Regions from separate parts of the Mus musculus genome. Here all the other regions are linked to region 1. The links are chromatin contacts, called in public Hi-C and promoter capture Hi-C maps. All regions are on one chromosome and are shown on one strand. Each heading gives the region's core, a stretch centred on a gene start, on an enhancer-like site or on the middle of the called end of the contact. The rest is flanking DNA. Distances are from core to core; before and after follow the strand shown.

What was found. Promoter capture Hi-C pulls out the DNA fragments that hold promoters and counts their contacts. Hi-C and Micro-C count contacts between places; a contact is called where the count stands out from the background. Capture Hi-C pulls out chosen DNA fragments and counts their contacts.
Region 2: a promoter capture Hi-C map of pancreatic islet shows a contact between it and region 1. The contact joins the promoter of Myadm here to the promoter of 1810019N24Rik in region 1. A contact is called at or near these places in 1 of 484 Hi-C or Micro-C datasets (uterus) and 1 of 9 other capture datasets (pancreatic islet).
Region 3: a contact with region 1 is called in a Hi-C map of B cells, with 6 read pairs. The contact joins the promoter of Rps9 here to the promoter of 1810019N24Rik in region 1. A contact is called at or near these places in 1 of 39 promoter capture datasets (cranial neural crest) and 1 of 484 Hi-C or Micro-C datasets (B cells).
Region 4: a promoter capture Hi-C map of hippocampal neurons shows a contact between it and region 1, with 2.7 times the contacts expected there. The contact joins the promoter of Syt5 here to the promoter of 1810019N24Rik in region 1.

The regions. Positions count from the first base shown.
Region 1 is chr7:12,959,546-12,963,743 of GRCm38.p6, reverse strand. 1810019N24Rik (RIKEN cDNA 1810019N24 gene) reads left to right here and starts at 1,927. Exons shown (of 2, transcript NR_166501.1): 1 at 1,927-2,055. It overlaps Gm29638 (a long non-coding RNA gene), which reads right to left. Exons shown (of 2, transcript XR_391162.4): 2 at 1,857-2,257.
Region 2 is chr7:3,288,813-3,293,010 of GRCm38.p6, reverse strand. It overlaps Myadm (myeloid-associated differentiation marker), which reads right to left and starts at 2,456. Exons shown (of 3, transcript NM_016969.2): 1 at 2,381-2,456.
Region 3 is chr7:3,701,715-3,705,912 of GRCm38.p6, reverse strand. Rps9 (ribosomal protein S9) reads right to left here and starts at 1,872. Exons shown (of 5, transcript NM_029767.2): 1 at 1,849-1,872; 2 at 1,465-1,586; 3 at 1,145-1,267; 4 at 1-180. The coding sequence starts at 1,561.
Region 4 is chr7:4,545,048-4,549,245 of GRCm38.p6, reverse strand. Syt5 (synaptotagmin V) reads left to right here and starts at 1,705. Exons shown (of 9, transcript NM_001360422.1): 1 at 1,705-1,933; 2 at 2,911-3,013; 3 at 3,494-3,666. The coding sequence starts at 2,935. Ptprh (protein tyrosine phosphatase, receptor type, H) reads left to right here. Exons shown (of 20, transcript NM_207270.2): 20 at 1-632.

The DNA.
Region 1 (4,198 bases), core at 678-3,177:
TCTAGTGTCAAGGGATCCAATACCTTCAGGCCTCCAAGGGCACCTGTATACAGGTGGTGCTCATAAATTCATGCAGGCACATGCTATATACAAACCTTTAAAATAGGAAAGCAAGTGCAACAAAATAGCCACAGCAGGTCTAGTGGTGACATTGGCATGCAAGCCCAGCTTCTCCAGAGACTGAGGCAGGAGGATTACAAGTTCACAGTCTCGGCTACATAGTAAGTTCAAAGCCAAGCTAGGCAACTCCGTAAAATCTTGTCTCAAGAAGTATAGAGGGCTAGCTAGGGGTGTAGCTCAGTGGTATATGAGAAAGGAAGGAAGGAAGGAAGGGCGAGAGAGAGAGAGAGAGAAAGACAGACAGACAGACAGACAGACAGACAGACAGACAGAAAGAAAGAAAGAAAGAAAGAAAGAAAGAAAGAAAGAAAGAAAGCCAAGAGAGATGATCTCCACAAGCTACCACAGGGTCAGTAAAGTGTATCTGAAAGTTACAACGTTTCCTTTTCTCTCTCCCCCCCCCCTAGTCTATTTTCTTTTGGATGCCTGCCTAGTATGTTTTTTCTGGTACCTTGGACTTTCTTATTTTCTGAAACTTCTCTCCCTGCTATATCATCTCTCAAAAGGAAGGTTACGAGGCTAGGAAGATGGTTCAGTGGGTTAAGAGCGCTTGCGTGTACGTATACAGACCTGAGTTTAAACCCTCAGTACCCTTGCTGGTGAGATTGCTACCAAGCCCAGTGATCAGAGCTCAGTACCTGGGACTGGCTACTGTGGTTGTCCTTTGACCTCCACATAAATCTCATGGCAGGCACATACAAATAAATGTAAAATTAATATTATTTTTCTCAGGCATGGTGGCTCATGCCTTCATGCCTTTAACCCCATTACTCAGAAGACAGGGTCAGGTAGATAGATCTCTGTGAGTTCTAAGCTATCCTGGTATACACAGTCAGTATCAAGCCACCCAGAAAATTCACCACCAGACTACAAATCACAGCAGCTTCTAAGTGAGCTCAGAATCCCCAGGAGTCTCATCGAGGCCTGGGTGCTCAAGTCAAGGGGGAGTTCAGACTCAGTAAGTGGCAGAGGAGCCCCGCGGGTGAAATTGAAGTACTAGTAAGCTCTTCAAATATGCTAATAACTTTGGGTCAGAATCCGCTAAATTAGAAGGGCACTCCATGTCATTAAAGAAAGGATCTCACCGAACAGTGGTGACGCATGCCTTTAATCCCAGCACTCGGGAGGCAGAGGCAGGCGGATTTCTGAGTTCGAGGCCAAACTGGTCTACATAGTGAGTTCCAGGACAGCCAGGGCTATACAGAGAAACCCTGTCTCGAAAAACAAAAACAAAAACAACAACAACAACAAAAAAAAAACAAAAAAAAAAAAAACAACCAACCAAACAAACAAAGAAAAAGGATCTCAGGGCACTGGTACTTGCGGGGAATCTCTAAAAGGAGAGTCCTAAACGGAAGTTAATTTATATCCATGCCATATTTTTTGTTTGTTTGTTTCGGTTTTGTTTTTCCTCAATACAGTTTCTCTGTGTAGCCCTGGCTGTTCTGGAACTTGCTTTGTGAACCAGGCTGGCCTCGAACTCACCGAGATTAAAGGTGTATGACACCTCTGCCTAGCTCCATTCTCTACGTTCTCTACAATGCCGCTAAGTCAATGCCACGGAGAACAAAAGCTCGCTCCTCGCTCACCAGATGCCGGGTGGAAACTACATTTACCACAAGACTGTGAGGCTCTCTAGACTCTGAGCCAATCACAACCCAGATGAAAAGCTTTTTCTCAAAAAAAAAAAAAAAAAAAAAAAAAAAAAAAAAAAAAAAGCTTTTTCTCAGGCTGTGTGCGCAACGGAGTCGTGACTTTATTTTGCTCGCCAAATGGGTGGGATCTATAAGCCGAGTCCTTTCACTTAGTACACGCCTCCTTGGGACCGGAGAGGAAGGGTAATGGGGAGGACGGCACTTGTAGCCGATGCTTTCCATTTCCTAGTCCTTGCAGGCTTGAAGTCCCTGGGCATTGAGTCTCCGAGCGAGCGAGACGGTAGGCTCATATTCACGTCCTCTGGTGTTTTGCCTTGCTACTGGGAATCGTAGATTCACGTCAGTTTTAAGGTCCCAACGCCCCCACTACGCGTAATGCCGAGGGTTTCCCACTTCTGGAAAACAGTATAGAAAGCCGTTGGATGAATAGGGACTCCGTGTGCAACTGCTTGGAAGTGAGGCTGAGCTGGAGTGTTCAGGATCTGTTAGGGAGAGACCGGGTAGAGTGGTAATCTAAGAGAGATAGAGGGAGCCCCGGGAGTCTGGAAGGGTTGAAGCACCCTAAGCTTCCTCTGGCTGCCCAGGGGCAATGAGATGCTCGGGGTGAACTGGAAGAAGGAAGGGAGACTCATAAGGAGACTCTACCTTAAGTGTCAAACTTGTGGTTACTGAAGACATACTCCATGAGCACTTTTCTAATTATCTTTCTTATTTCCACATCATAAAATCTGGCTAGTTTAACAACAGATGCAAAGTTATATTGCTCCGACCTCCAAGTTCACAGTTTCAGTCAAGCTACAACCATCACTTATTCTTTTCTCCTTTCTCTCTCTCTCTCCCTCCCTCCCTCTTTATTCTTTCTCCCCTCCCTTCCTCTTCCCTTCTCCTCCCCCTAACCACCCCCCCTCCTGTGTGTCTCTTGCTTTCACTGTCTCAGTATTGTGATTACAGGCACACATCTACACATTTGGACTCCTCACACATCTGCAGTCACATGCATGTACACACATAGACCTCCTCAGAGATACATAAATAAACATTTTTTTTTAAAGGGAAGGGCATCTTTAACATGGTGGATGTTTCGTTGTGGCAGTAGAGGACCAGTTGACTGACCTGTGGTACATGCTATAAAGTCAGAGAAAGGGAGAAGCAACTTCAGGAGAAAGTATATTTGTGTATATATATGTTCAAAAGGTGACTAAGGCCCCTGGGACTGAGGCAAAATGAGATGAAGGTAGATTGCTGGTAAGGTCAAAACTTGTAGATGACTTTTTCTTTAAAAGAATTATTTATGTATAAGAGTACACTGTAGCCCTGGAGAGATGGCTCAGCAGTTAAGAGCACTGACTGCTCTTCCAAAGGTCCTGAGTTCAAACCCCAGCAATCACATAGTGGCTCACAACCATCCGTAATGAAATCTGATGCCCTCTTCTGGTGTGTCTGAGACAGCTACAGTGTACTGTATATATAATATAATATATAATAATAATAAATAAATCTTTGGGCTGGAGCAAGCAAGGCCAGAGTGAGCAGAGGTCCTGAGTTCAATTCCCAGCAACCACATGATGGCTCACAACTATCTGTACAGCTACAGTGTACTCATACACATAAAATAAATAAATAAATCTTAAAAAAAAAAAAAAGAATACACTGTAGCTGTCTTCAGACACACCAGAAGAGGGTATCAGATTCTATTACAGATGGTTGTGAACCATGAACTATGTAGATGCTGGGAATTGAACTCAGGACCTCTAGAAAAACAGTCAGTGCTCTTAACCACTGAGCCATCTCTCCAGTCCCCCTACCCCCTCTTTTTTGCCTTTCCATTAGCATTTTTTAAAAAGATTAATTTTATTTATATATGTAGGTACACTGTAGCTGTTTTCAGACACACCAGAAAGGGCATCAGTTCCCATTACAGATGGTTGTGAGCCACCATGCAGTTGCTGGGAATTGAACTTAGAACCTTTGGAAGAGCAGTCAGTGCTCTTAACCGCTGAGCCATCTTTCCAGGCCTCCATTAGCATTTTTAAGCCTTCCCGGCTCCCCACCCCGCCCATTTGAGATAGGGTTTCTCTTGTGTAATTGGCTGTTCTGGACCTGCTTTGTAAGGAGGCTGCGTTTTGAATACTGCTTAAGGAGATGTACACTGTAGCTTGGCTGGTAAGGGGACAGCATTCAGAACCTTACAGCTCTGGTTCTTAGTGGCTGGGTGAAGTTAGGAATAGAGCCAAAAAATAGGAGAATCAAAGGAAGGGCTGGGTGCTGCCACCTCAGACAGCTTCAAGTTTTGAAGGTTTGGGGCAAGAAAGGATCTTCATTGCAGTAATCAGGCAGCCAGGGTTTGGGCACAATTCGTAGGCATCTGGGAAAGAAGCAAGAAGCTACTTGGGTAAGTCATAGGGACAGTGGTGGGCACGTCC
Region 2 (4,198 bases), core at 1,207-3,706, 9.7 Mb after region 1:
GCTGCGTGGGTGGGGTGGAAGCAAATGTGGACAAAGGGCCCGCCCTCAGGCTCGCGAGGGGCGTGAGTGATGTTAACCTAGCCCTGATTTGCAGCCTGCAGAGGGAGATCCCTGGGCGGTGGCTGTAGAGGCGGGAGGCCCAGCCTGGCCCCAGAGTCTCTGCTCCTTATAAGGGCTTTAAGTTGCCTCAGCCAGGGCAATGTGGCAGGGACCAGGAGGTAGTGCCAAGACCCCCGCCGAGAGAGCGAAAGTGGGAGGGGGGAGGGGAGAGGGAGGGGGGAGAGAGAGAGAGACAGAGAGACAGAGAGAAAGAGAAAGAATGAGTTTTTTTTTTTTTGGTTTTTCGAGACAGGGTTTCTCTGTATAGCCCTGGCTGTCCTGGAACTCACTCTGTAGACCAGGCTGGCCTCGAACTCAGAAATCCGCCTGCCTCTGCCTCCCGAGTGCTGGGATTAAAGGTGGGTGCCACCACACCCGGCGCGAGAGAGATTTTTATGGTTACTTGAAAAGTGTGAGTTTGGAGCCAGGCAGAACGACTCCCAAAAGTTGTCCTCTGAACTCTTTCCGTGTTCTGCAGTAGATGTGTCCCTGCGTCCCTCACCCACTGATATATATATATATATTCTATTTTTCTATTTTGAGATAAGCATTTGCTATGTAAGCCTTACTGGCCTGGAACTTGCTATGTAGACCAGGCTGGCCTTGAGTTCACGGAGATCTGCGTGCCTCTGTCCCCTGAGTGCTGGGATTAAGGGAAAAATCTTTTTTTGAACTCTGAGTCCTTTCAGAATGAGGAAAGTCTGGCCTGGGAGTGCAGAACAGTGTTCCCAAAGCACCGGTAGAGGCAGGATTGGAAATTCGAGGCCTTCTTGGGGTCACAGAGAGAGTTCAAGACCACCAAGGGGTGGGGGTGGGGATGGGGGGAAAGGAAGTCAGTAGTGGTGAGGTTTTAAGTAGAGTATTTGACTAGCATGTGTGAGGTACTAGGTTCAACCCCTAATGGGTGGGACTGGGGCTAAGGGAATGAGACTCCTTAAAACTCCTTCAATCTGATGGAGCTCCAGGACACAGCTCTTCCTTGGCTCCAGGCAAGAACTCATGCAGGAGTTGCAATTCTCCCTGGGAACTAGAAGCCTCCAGGGCACTTGGGAGTTGAGACAGAAAGGCAGAAACCCCCAGCTCCCACCAGGATTGGTTTTTTTGGGAAGCCAGGCACCCCGCACTATAATAAGTGGGCAACAGATCGCCTGTAATCTCAGCATTTAGGAGGAAGAGGCAGACGGATCTCTACAAGTTCAGGGCCAGCCAGGTCTACATAGCGAGTTCCAGGACTACAAAGGCTATATACATAAAGCCTGTCTTTAAAATTTTTTAAACAAAAACAAAAATGGCGGGTTAGTGTCCAGCATAAATCCTTCTGTCAGGGAGAAAAGTTAGGAAAGGAGGAATAGAAAGAAAGGAAGACCTTAGGAGAGGTAACGGAACTAGTGATAGAGGCCTCCAGCATCGTTTGAAGTCATTGCTCAGGAATGCTCAGCTAAAGACATAAGCAGGGTGAGGAAACGCCCCTAGAGTTTCCTCCTAGGTCTAGTTCCACTCTCAGGGCCACACCCAGCACCCCTGCTACCATCCCCAATGCCACACTCCTGAGGTCATCCATCACTCCACAGACAGGGCACATGCTGGGCACAGCCCTGAACAGACTCCAGGCCACGCCTCACACCAGTGGTGGGCTCAGCCGTAAGCCTTCAAAGATTCCTACCTCCCTCCCCCCAGCCCCCCCCCCATACTCTAGTGCGGGTGCAGGCCTCTGGGAGGGTCAGAACAAGGACTTTCCCCTCCTGAGTCCCTCCAGGTATAAGCACCAGGTATAAGCATCCAGGAGTTCCATCTTCTCGGATTCAGGGATCTATACTCAATCTTTCCGAGTCTTCAAACCAAGAGTCGAGATCCCAGCCCCTCCCTTCTTCCGTCCCAATTCAAACTCCAGTACCTTCTCCCTCAGAACAAATTCAGACCCCCAACTTCCTCCAGATTAAGGTCTGAATCCTGCCCTCCTCCCTGAGACCCATCTTAAATACAGATCCCAAACCTTTTTGGTCAGACCTAGGAGTCTAGATCCCATCCTACCGCTCTCAGCCTCAAGGGTCCAAGTACCACCGTCCTTCCTCATACCCACGTGCCCACTCCCCAGTCCCTCTTCTTTCCCATGTATGACCTGTATGAGCTCAGATGTTCAGCCTTTCATCCAGAGCTTGAGTCCTGGTCCAACTGCAGTGTTTCTAGGGATCCAGACACCTGAATCCGTGCCCACTCCTCTTTCTAGAACCAAGGATCCTGGACCACAACTCCTTCCCTTTGGGGGTCCCTGCAGCTTTACCTCTCCAGGCAGTGGCGACTGTAGCACAAACAAGGACGACAGCTGCAGACCAAAAGGGTCTTAGGACTGGGTGGAGTTGGCCAGCTGAGGAGCGCGCGAGGGAGGGGTTGTGGGCGGGGTTTGGGCCTGGCTAGGGCGGTGAAAAGGGACTTTCCCTTCATTCAGGCTATCCCTGGTAGGCCCCGAAGGCGGGGCTAATGCCACACCACGCCCCCAGAAGGCTAGCGTCCTGGATCTCCCGCCCTACCAGTGAGGGGGTGCAGAGCTGAGGTCACCGTAGCCGTGGAGACAAAACAGGAAGACACAGCAGCTGGAGGGGTGGGGTCTCCTGGGGGCTATCCTCCCTGTCATAGCTCTAGAAAGAAATCTTCAGGGTAGACCGGAGAATGCTGTTGCCATAGAAACGTACTTGTTTATGATTTGTTTCAGATAGAGTCGTCGCCCCCCCCCCACTAAGCCGGGTCCCCACGCCTAGTCTCACCTCTCATTCAGTTCTCCCGCTCTCCGCCCCACGCCTCTGTCTATCAGTTCCCCCACGATACCCAGAAAAAGGAAATCTTACACATCCAGGTCCCAGCAGTTTGAGGGTCAGCTAGACCTCTGTTTAACGGAGTCTTGTCTACCTGAAGCAGAATTTAGGGTGCCAGGCCTTGAGCTTAAGCTACCTTGACTAGTGAGGGCCCACCCCCAAAAAACAAAGACTAGATTCCTTCGTTTAGGGGTCTGCATAGAGAGTGGGCCATATCTCCAATTACACTGTAATCATGGCCTGAGGACCCTTGGGCCAAGTCTCAGAAGATCACAGCCAGGAGACGCGAAAGGATGATGGATAGTAGCTAAATTCCTGGAAATTTGGAGGGAGGGTACCAGATTTCTGAGCGTTCAGTTTTCAAAACATATGTGGTTGGTTGGTTGGTTGCCTGAGTCTAGAAGGGCACGCTATTTTTGGCCTGAATTCCTGCCTTCAGGACAAAGGGAGAGACTCAGAATCTTTATGAGGACAGGGCTAGGGCCCGGAGCTCTGGATTCTAGGTTCTATCATATGGGAAGGATTCCTCGGGCCCTATAGTACCGGGAGGAGAGGGGCAAAAGCAGGAAAGAGATGCAGGATTGGGAAAAAAAAAAAAAAAAAAAGTCGGATTTAAGGGCCTGAAAGAACTCGACTGAGCCAGATGGGAAAAGAAGCTGAAGGTCGCGATGCTGGAGGGACCTTTAGGTCTCTCCTAAAGGTCCCAATGCTGGCCCCCTGGGCAGGGCGGAGACCCAGGACACCTGGTTCCCTCCCTCCTGGCTGCACTCACTCACCCCGCTCTGCAGCGGTCCCGGGCGCGGCCTTGCTCTGCTGCTGCTGGGCGGGGCCTAGTGGCGGCTGCGGCTGCTTGTCTCTTCCCGGCGGCTGCTTCTGGTTACCTTCCAGGAAGACTGGAGAGGTTTATAGTCCTAGCCCTAGAGAGGAAGCTAGGAGCTTCGCGAAGGGGGTGGGAGGTGGGGGTTCGAAGGGGTCCAAGAGCTCACTACAGCCAGCTTCGTGTCCTACAGAGGAGGGAGGAGCTGGAGAGGGGACCTGGACGCTTGCTTCTTGCTTCGTGCTTTGCAGAAGTGGGGGTGGGGAACAAGGTAGGGATGGGTAGGCGAAGAGCTGTGTGCTCACTTTGCCTGTCTGGGAAGAGACCCAGAAACAGACCCTCTTTGTCATTTTATGCCTTGCAAAAGGGAGGGTTTTAGTTTAGTTTAAACACACACAGACATTTACTACACATTTACTTTATGTGTGAGAGTGCAAATGTTGAAGTCAGAGGAAAACTTGTGGGAGTCATT
Region 3 (4,198 bases), core at 623-3,122, 9.3 Mb after region 1:
GACGTTGGCGGATGAGCACACGGGCATGGTGAATAGATTTGGCCAGGCCCAGCTTAAAGACCTGGGTCTGCAGCCGCCTCTCCAAGAAATCCTCAATCTTCAGGCCCAGGATGTAATCCAGCTTCATCTTGCCCTCGTCCAGCACCCCAATGCGAACAAGCCGCCGCAGGAGAGCATTGCCTGTGACAGGGGGAGCAGCAGCCAATGAGGCCCGACCTCAGACTTCCCCAGTCTCTGAGTAGAGGACTACAGCTTTCACTCATTTTTGTAGGGAGCTCTGGTGCCTGATAACTTTTCTTCCCAGAGCCCTAGGCTTGAGACCCTGACATGGCCACTGTGCCACCCTTTCACCAACAGGCATCACGCAGGCTTACAGTTTTTCATCCAGCCTTTAAGCCTAAGATTAAGAGCTCTAATGCTCAACTTTAAAAACAATTTTCATTTTCACAACATGAAAAGCTAGGGCTAACAGTTCAAAGGCAATCTGAGCTACACAGTACCATCAGGCCAACAATATATACACAAACAGCACACATTTATTCCTCAGACTACTCTCCCAGGAGTTAAATGAACTGTGTATGTAGGCCCAGTCACCTATAAGAAACCCTAAGTATGGAATATAAATATGTTAAAATATAGGCTCAACCTGGATTAACATTGTATAAACGCTACCCAGATGCAAATGCAAAAATACGTCCCCCGGATGGAAAAATAATCATTACTCCTCTTACACCACATGAAACTAAATAAAACATCCAGTATTAAGACAGAAAAAGCATTAGTGCAACTCCCATTGTCTTTGGCCTCCATTTGTCCAATGCAGACAGAACTAGATTCTAGAAACTCAAAAAGAATCCTTGTGGTGTGATTGGGGGGCGGGTGGGGGGGTGTCGCAGAGAGGAAACTGGGAAGAGAAATAACATTTGAAATGTAAATAAAATAACCAATAAGAATCCTTGTGACACATACCCAGCACTTCTGAATTTCTGGCAGTTTATGGCAAGACTGACTTACATTTGAGTTCCAGGCCAATCTACACCAAGACCCTGTCTCAATCCCCACTAGCCCAACTTGTTCAGTCACATCTCCCACGCCCTAAAACACTCAGCAACCACCACTCCTTCGAAAATAGGCTCATACACACCTTCAAACAGACGCCGGGGATCCTTCTCGTCTAGCGTCAACAGCTCCCGGGCCGCCTTACGGATCTTGGCCAGGGTAAACTTGACCCTCCAAACCTCACGTTTGTTCCGGAGTCCATACTCTCCTGCACGTGGTTGGGAGGAGACCGCGGGGCAAGAGCCATGGGTTACTACATGTGCATGGCGACTAGAGAACACAAAACTAAACTGCAATCCTCTGGCGCCACACAGGATGCTCCAGAACGAGCACGTGGGAGACAGACATCATGGCTACCTAACTCTTCCCGGATCCGCAATTCGAAATTCTACTTTGGCCACTCACCAATCAACTTTAGCTCCTGGTCGAGACGCGACTTCTCGAAGGGTCTCCGTGGGGTCACATAGGTTTTGCGACAAACCCAGCTTCTGGCGACCGGCATGTTGACCTCGCTAGGCCGGCTGCGCCTGCGCAGTAAAGTGTCGTTTTAAAAAATAATCTTGTGGCGCATGTGCAGCAAAACCCCGCTAGGGACACGGCGACACCAACTCGGCTCTCAGAGAAATCCGCCTTAGAAAACTTGAAAATGGGATTGTTCCACAACCGTGTTGTAACTTCCAGCCACCTTCGCCCCACCCTCTTACTCAGCATGTTCATGAAGATTCGAATGGCTCCGTTACCTTACACCATCAACCCCTAAAAGGCGAACTCAACAATCAGAACACTCACCTACGAACTCAGGCCCGAGACAAAGAGAGACAAGGCGGTTGGACCGAGGTCTTATAGTAACGTCGCCTTGTAGTGACGTCATCACGCACCGCTCGCGACTACGCCAATCAGAAGCAGGAAAGCCATAGAGACGAGCAGGCCGGCTAGAGCGGCGCTTCGCTGGGCCGACTTGCCAGTGAGGTGGTTAGGCGATTAAAGGGCTATGGTGACATTTGGTTAATCCAAGAATTAACGAGGCTGCCCCTTCCAGGGCTAAAGCATTGATTGAGTAACCACAGTTGTCACTTTTTGTTTCAACAAAAACTCTTGGTAAAAACTTACAGGGAATTAAGGGCAGCAGCCAAGGTTCCCCACCACTGTCTCAATCTCATGGCAGTGCCCTTGCCCTTAAAAGTACTCGGGTTTGTTTGGAGAGATGGCTCAGCGGTTAAGAGCACTGATTGCTCCTCCAAAGGTCCTGAAAATCCCAGCAACCCCATGGTGGGTCACAACCATCTGTAATGAGATCTGACCACCTACAGTGTATTTAGATATAATAGATAAATAAATCTTCTTTTAAAAGTGCTAAGATTTTAGGTGTGAGCCACAAAATACAATAATAAAAAATACAAACATTATGAAAATAGTATAAATATGTCGTGCTGGGCTTATTTTAATATTGAAATACACATCTTGTGCTGGTTTGTCTTGACAGCTTGACACAAACCTAGACATGTGGAAAGAGGAACTCATTTAAGAAAGTGCCTCCATCATCTTGGCCTATAGGCAAGTCTCTCCTAATCTATTTATTGTTTTGATGCAGGGTTTCCTATCAAATGACTATGAATTCCAGATCCTTCTGTCTATACCTCCCAAATGCTGGAATTACAATCCGCTTTCATGCAACTGATATGTTTGTTTGTTGAGACAGGGTCTTTCCTCTTATTCCTGGCTGTCCTGGAGCTTCCTATTCAAACTCACAGAGTTCTGCCTGGCTCTGTCTCCCAAGTACTGGGATTAAAGACATGCACTACCACAGCCAGCTTTGTGTATATCTGATATTTTATAACTATTTTTTATTTAAGGGAAATGGGGTCTATGAGTCCTGGCTATCCTGGAACTATGAACTATGTAGCCAGGCTGGCCTCAAACTCATAGACATGTCCTTGCCTCTGTCCTTGAATAGTAGGAGGATAGGCCTGTACCACTAGGCCTAGCTCAGATATTTTTTATTTTAAACAGTGTGATTGGTAAGAATTTACACTTGCGCGGGGCAGTCTTTAATCCCAGCACTTGGGAGGCAGAGGCAGGTGGATTTCTGAGTTCAGGGCTACCCTGGTCTACAGAGTGAGTTCCAGGGCTATACAGAGAAACCCTGTCTTGGAAAAAAAAAAAAATTTGCACTTGCATTTGTATACTCAAAAGGCATCTTGTTCATTTAGTCTGGGAGGACAGATTGGTAGACAAGGAGACAGATTAGCTTACTTTCTGGGTCAAACATTTGCTTTCTAAATTTTTTTTTTGTTGTTTTTTGTTTGTTTGTTTGTTTGTTTTTTCCGAGACAGGGTTTCTCTGTATAGGCCTGGCTGTCCTGGAACTCACTCTGTAGACCAGGCTGGCCTCGAACTCAGAAATCCGCCTGCCTCTGCCTCCAGAGTGCTGGGATTAAAGGCGTGCACCACCACGCCCGGCTGCTTTTTAATTTTTAAAAATGATTTATTTAATGTGTACAAGTATTTTTCCTGCCTATATCCACACAAATACTCCATGTGTGTACCTAGGACCTTCAAAGGTCATAAGGGGTTAGATACCCAAAGACTGGAGTTGTGAGCCCTGTTTGTGCTGTGAACAAAACTCAGGTACTGGGGCTGGCAAGATGGCTCAGTGGTTAAGAGCACTGACTCTTCCTGAGTTCAAATCACAGCAACCACATGGTGGCTCACAACCACTAGTAATGAGATCTGGCACAGTCTTCTGGTTCGTCTGAAGACAGCTACCGTGTAGTAATAAATCTTTGGCCTGGAGCAAGCAGAGTTGACCAGAGCAAGCAGAGGTCCTAAAAATTCAATTCCAAACAACCACATGAAGGCTCACAACCATCTGTTCAGCTACAGTGTACCCATATACATAAAATGATTTTTAAAAAAAAATCAAAAAAACAAACAAACAAAAACAAAACCCTCAGGTCCTATGCAAGAACACCGAGCCACCTCTCCAGCCCATATTTGTTGATTTGAGACAGGCCCTGCTGGCCTGTAACTTGCCATGTAGACCAGGCTAGCCTTGATCTCAGAAATTCCCCTGCCTTCACCTGAACACTGGGATTAATGGTATAAACCACCACACCAAGTTAATTTTTTTAAAAACTACA
Region 4 (4,198 bases), core at 456-2,955, 8.4 Mb after region 1:
ATGGGAGGAGGTCACTGGAAACGCATCTCCTGTGGTCCAAGTGCAGGAAGGGCTGGTATACTTCAACTGTGAGCCCTGTGAGTGGTGGAGCTTGAGGACAGGGTGGCTGACAGGTAGGGGTGACGGGGTGACTGACAGGTAGGGGTGACGGGGTGACTGACAGGTAGGGGTGATGGGGTGACTGACAGGTAGGGGTGACGGGGTGACTGACAGGTAGGGGTGACGGGGTGACTGACAGGTAGGGGTGACGGGGTGACTGACAGGTAGGGGTGATGGGGTGACTGACAGGTAGGGGTGACGGGGTGACTGACAGGTAGGGGTGACGGGGTGACTGACAGGTAGGGGTGACTGACAGCTAGGTTTTCTCTTCTTTGAGTGGAGATAGCTACCGCCTGGGTGTGCAGGCTCTCAAAAAAACAGGCTGGAACCTGGATTCGAAAGAAGGAATCAGGGTCTGGAATTGTACTACCTGAGCAGCAAAGGCAGGCAGGTACTTGTCCCCTTTTTACCTCAGAAACCGAATCAGTCTCCTTTACTCCGAGGCTGAAGGGAGTCCCCTGTGCTTGTGGTCTCCCTGGGCCCCGTGGCTGTACATTCTTTCCTTCTATATAATTTATTAAACTGTCCTCCCGAAGGTGGCTAACGGATTTTTGTCTCTGGAGATAACACTGGGGTAGGAGAGGGGGTTCCAAGCACCTATGGTGGGCACATTATATTCCACCACCCCCTAAAAAGTACAGGATTTGGGCTGGGAGGATAGCCCAGTTGGTAAAGTGAATGCTTTGGAAATATGGGGATCTGAGTTTGGGGCCCAGAGCCCAGGTGGAAAAATCTGGGTGTGGTGGTGGTAGGGGGCTGGCTTGTAGTGGCAGAGGTGAGGAGCCAGTGATAGGCAGATCCCTGAGGCCTGATGACTAGCCAGCCTAGCCTAATCTGTGTGTTCCAAGCCAGCGGGAGACCATCTCGCAAACCAGTATCGATAGGGATACTGAGATGGCTCAGCTGGAAAAGACCCTTCCTGTCAAGCATGGTGGCCTGGGTTCACCATCAGGACCCAGACGGTGGAAGGAGAGAGCCAGCGGCCTTCAAACTGTCCCCTGACCCCCATATGCCCACTCCCCCATACAAATGAAAAATGGCTTATAATTGCAAAAAATGTGCAATTTAATGTCTTAATAAGGTGCACAGCACTGATGGAAAACACGCTGAGTTGTCTTCTGACCTTCACACACATGCCCACATGAATGTGCACCACTGTGCACCACTATACACACCAACACACACACACACACACATACACACACACACACACACACACACACACACACACACACACACAAGAAGTATAGGTTGTGTGTTGGCTGAAGCCAGGAATTGGGTAAGGAAACACAATGTCTGAGAGCAGAGATGCTGGCGACTCTAACTTCTTGCTTTGAGAATCTGGGTAGCTAAGTCTCCAGAGAGAGGGTTTTCATAGGTTCTAAAACCGAGTGCTCTGGAATCCAGTTATTTGCATTGTAAAAAGTGTGTGTGTGTGTGTGTGTGTGTGTGTGTGTGTGTGTGTTGTGGGGGCTGGTACTCAGTGTAGATGTCCGATGACTTAGCCAGACGTCAGAACATTCTAGGGTACTAAGATCAACGTACGTGGGCGCCATGGTGGTTCTCGGGTGTGGCGGGCCGAGGGGCGGAGCAGGGCGTTCTCTCTTCTCCGGGGCAGAACACGCACGCACACATATGCACAAATACACGCGCGCGCGCGCGCGCGATCTCACACAGGGGCGCAGACATTAGCCTGGCTAGGCTCAGCCGCGCCCCCACCCTGCCAAACTGTGTGATCAGCACACAAGGGAAAGCGCCATCCACCCACGTGCTGGGGGCGGGGTCCCAGCAGCCCACAACACCTCCAGAAGGGTCCTGTCGAGACACCTAGCAGGTAGGAGCTGTTGGGACCCTCTGTCCAAGCCACATCCTCGGTCCCATTCGTGGGGGGTCTGGCGTGTGAGAGGGGTGGAGGAGGGTCGTCGACAAGGTTCAACTTTGAGCGGCAGGTTGAAGCCCTAACCAAGGAAATTGCTATGTGGAGAGGAGAGACAGGTGTGGAAACAAAGGGAGCAGGTTGGTAGTCAAAAAAAAGCAAAGAGAGACTGAGAGAGAGAGGCTAGACAACAGAGGGCAGTAGAGGCGCTGACGAGAGAAGGTTGTGGGGGACAGAAGAGGGAAGATGCCTATCTGGGGTCGAGAAAGAAGTGGGGGCCGAGCCGGTCACGAGAACAGGTGTGAAGACAGAGTCGGGGTGCGCTCAAGAGACTCATGAGCAAGAGGATGTGAAGGCCCAGCAGAGGTGCCGGGGCAGGTTCTCCACTTTACCAGAAAGAGTGGTGGTGCAAGGGGTCCCATGCGATGGGAGGAGCCACTGTAGATGCACAGATCACAGGCCGCTCTCGCTGTGCCACGGGATCCCGGACCTGGGTCCCATGGACCGGCACCGCCCGGACTTCGTTTCTGTGCGTCAGTCCCTCCCGTTGCCTTGGCAACAGGCTCGTTGCCCAGCAACCAGCACTGCTATCACCCTGCCTGGAGCCTGGCGGTCGCTCAGGGCAACAGTGGTCTGCTGGTTCCCACGCCTGCCTGCGCCCACTTCCGGTTCAAGCCCTTGGGAAGAGCAAGGAAGGGGTAGAAGAGAATGGATTGGGAAGAGAATGGGATGGGGTGGCATACAGAGGAAGTATCCCTTTGTGATGGAATTGGGTCCCCCAAAGCCTGCCACTGGCGTGAAGAGGCTGAGATTAACTCCTAGTGTGCACCAAAAATCAATGGAATTTAAGGTTCTTTGATGCGTGAGAAAACTCACTGGATGCTTTGGGTAGGAGTGGGGTGGGGTGGGGATAGAGTATTTGGGTACCTCTGCAGGAAGCACCGCAGGACCCCGACGCCATGTTCCCGGAACCCCCGACCCTGGGGTCTCCAGCGCCTAAGACACCTCCAGACTCCAGCCGCATCAGGCAGGGCGCAGGTGAGAAGACCCTGGGCTAGCCCTAGTGGACAGCCTCTCAAGATCCCCAGAGAAGGGTCTCAGTAGCAAAGACTCGGGTGGGTAGGCTGGAAAATCCCGCAGGAATCGTGGGTCGGTATCCCAGACGAGTAGACTCTGAAATAGTGAGGCAAACCAGATCACGGGTGTGGCATGGAATGGAATCAGAAGTGGATGAATGTGAACAGGCCCAGGAGTGAAAGCTAAAAGCAGTAGGGAGCGAGCAGAAATTAAAATGGGTGTAGAGACATCAGAATTATAAGAAAACAAATGTCGGCTTGGGTTAGGGCATAAATTGAGCTTTATAGGTGAGATTGGTTAGAAGGAAAATTGGGATTAAAATATAATGGAGTTGGGTGTAGGGAAAACCAGGCTAGAATCAAACTGCTGGATGGAATCAAGCGTGAGTTAGCCAGCCACCTTCCCAGTGCTTCGAATCATGTCATGTTCGTCCTTCTGCAGTGCCTGCCTGGGTCCTGGCTACCATCGTGCTGGGCTCGGGCCTCCTGGTCTTCAGCAGTTGTTTCTGTCTCTACCGGAAGCGCTGTCGGAGACGGATGGGCAAAAAGAGTCAGGCCCAAGCCCAAGTCCATCTTCAGGAAGTGAAGGAGCTGGGCCGGAGTTACATAGATAAGGTGTGACACAGCTGAGCCTCTCAATCCTTCCCTTTGTACACCCCTGCACCTTTGAATGTCCTAGCTACTATCTTCTGTCCTTGGCCCCTTCACTTTTTTTTTTTTTTTTTTTTTTTTGGTTTTTTCCAGAAAGGGTTTCTCTGTATAATTCTGGCTGTCCTGGAGCTTACTCTGTAGACCAAGCTGGCCTTGAACTCAGGCCTCTGCCTCCCACGTGCTAGGATTAAAGGCATGCGCCACCACCGCCCGGGTTTTTGTTGTTGTTGTTGTTTTTTTTTTTTTCTTTTTGCCCCTTCACTTCTTAATCCCACTTTATCCACTGGACTCGGGATCAGAGCTAGCAACTATCCACAAGAACTCTCTTGCCTGAGCTGGATTTGATGATGTATATGTATAATCCCAGCCTAGACTGTGGGATTGCTCTGAGTTCAAGGTCAGCCAGAGCTATATAGTGCCTGCATAGCCAAGCTGGGCTACAAAGTGAGACTTTGCCTCAATTAAAACCAAACCAAACCAAAGATCAGGGCTGAGA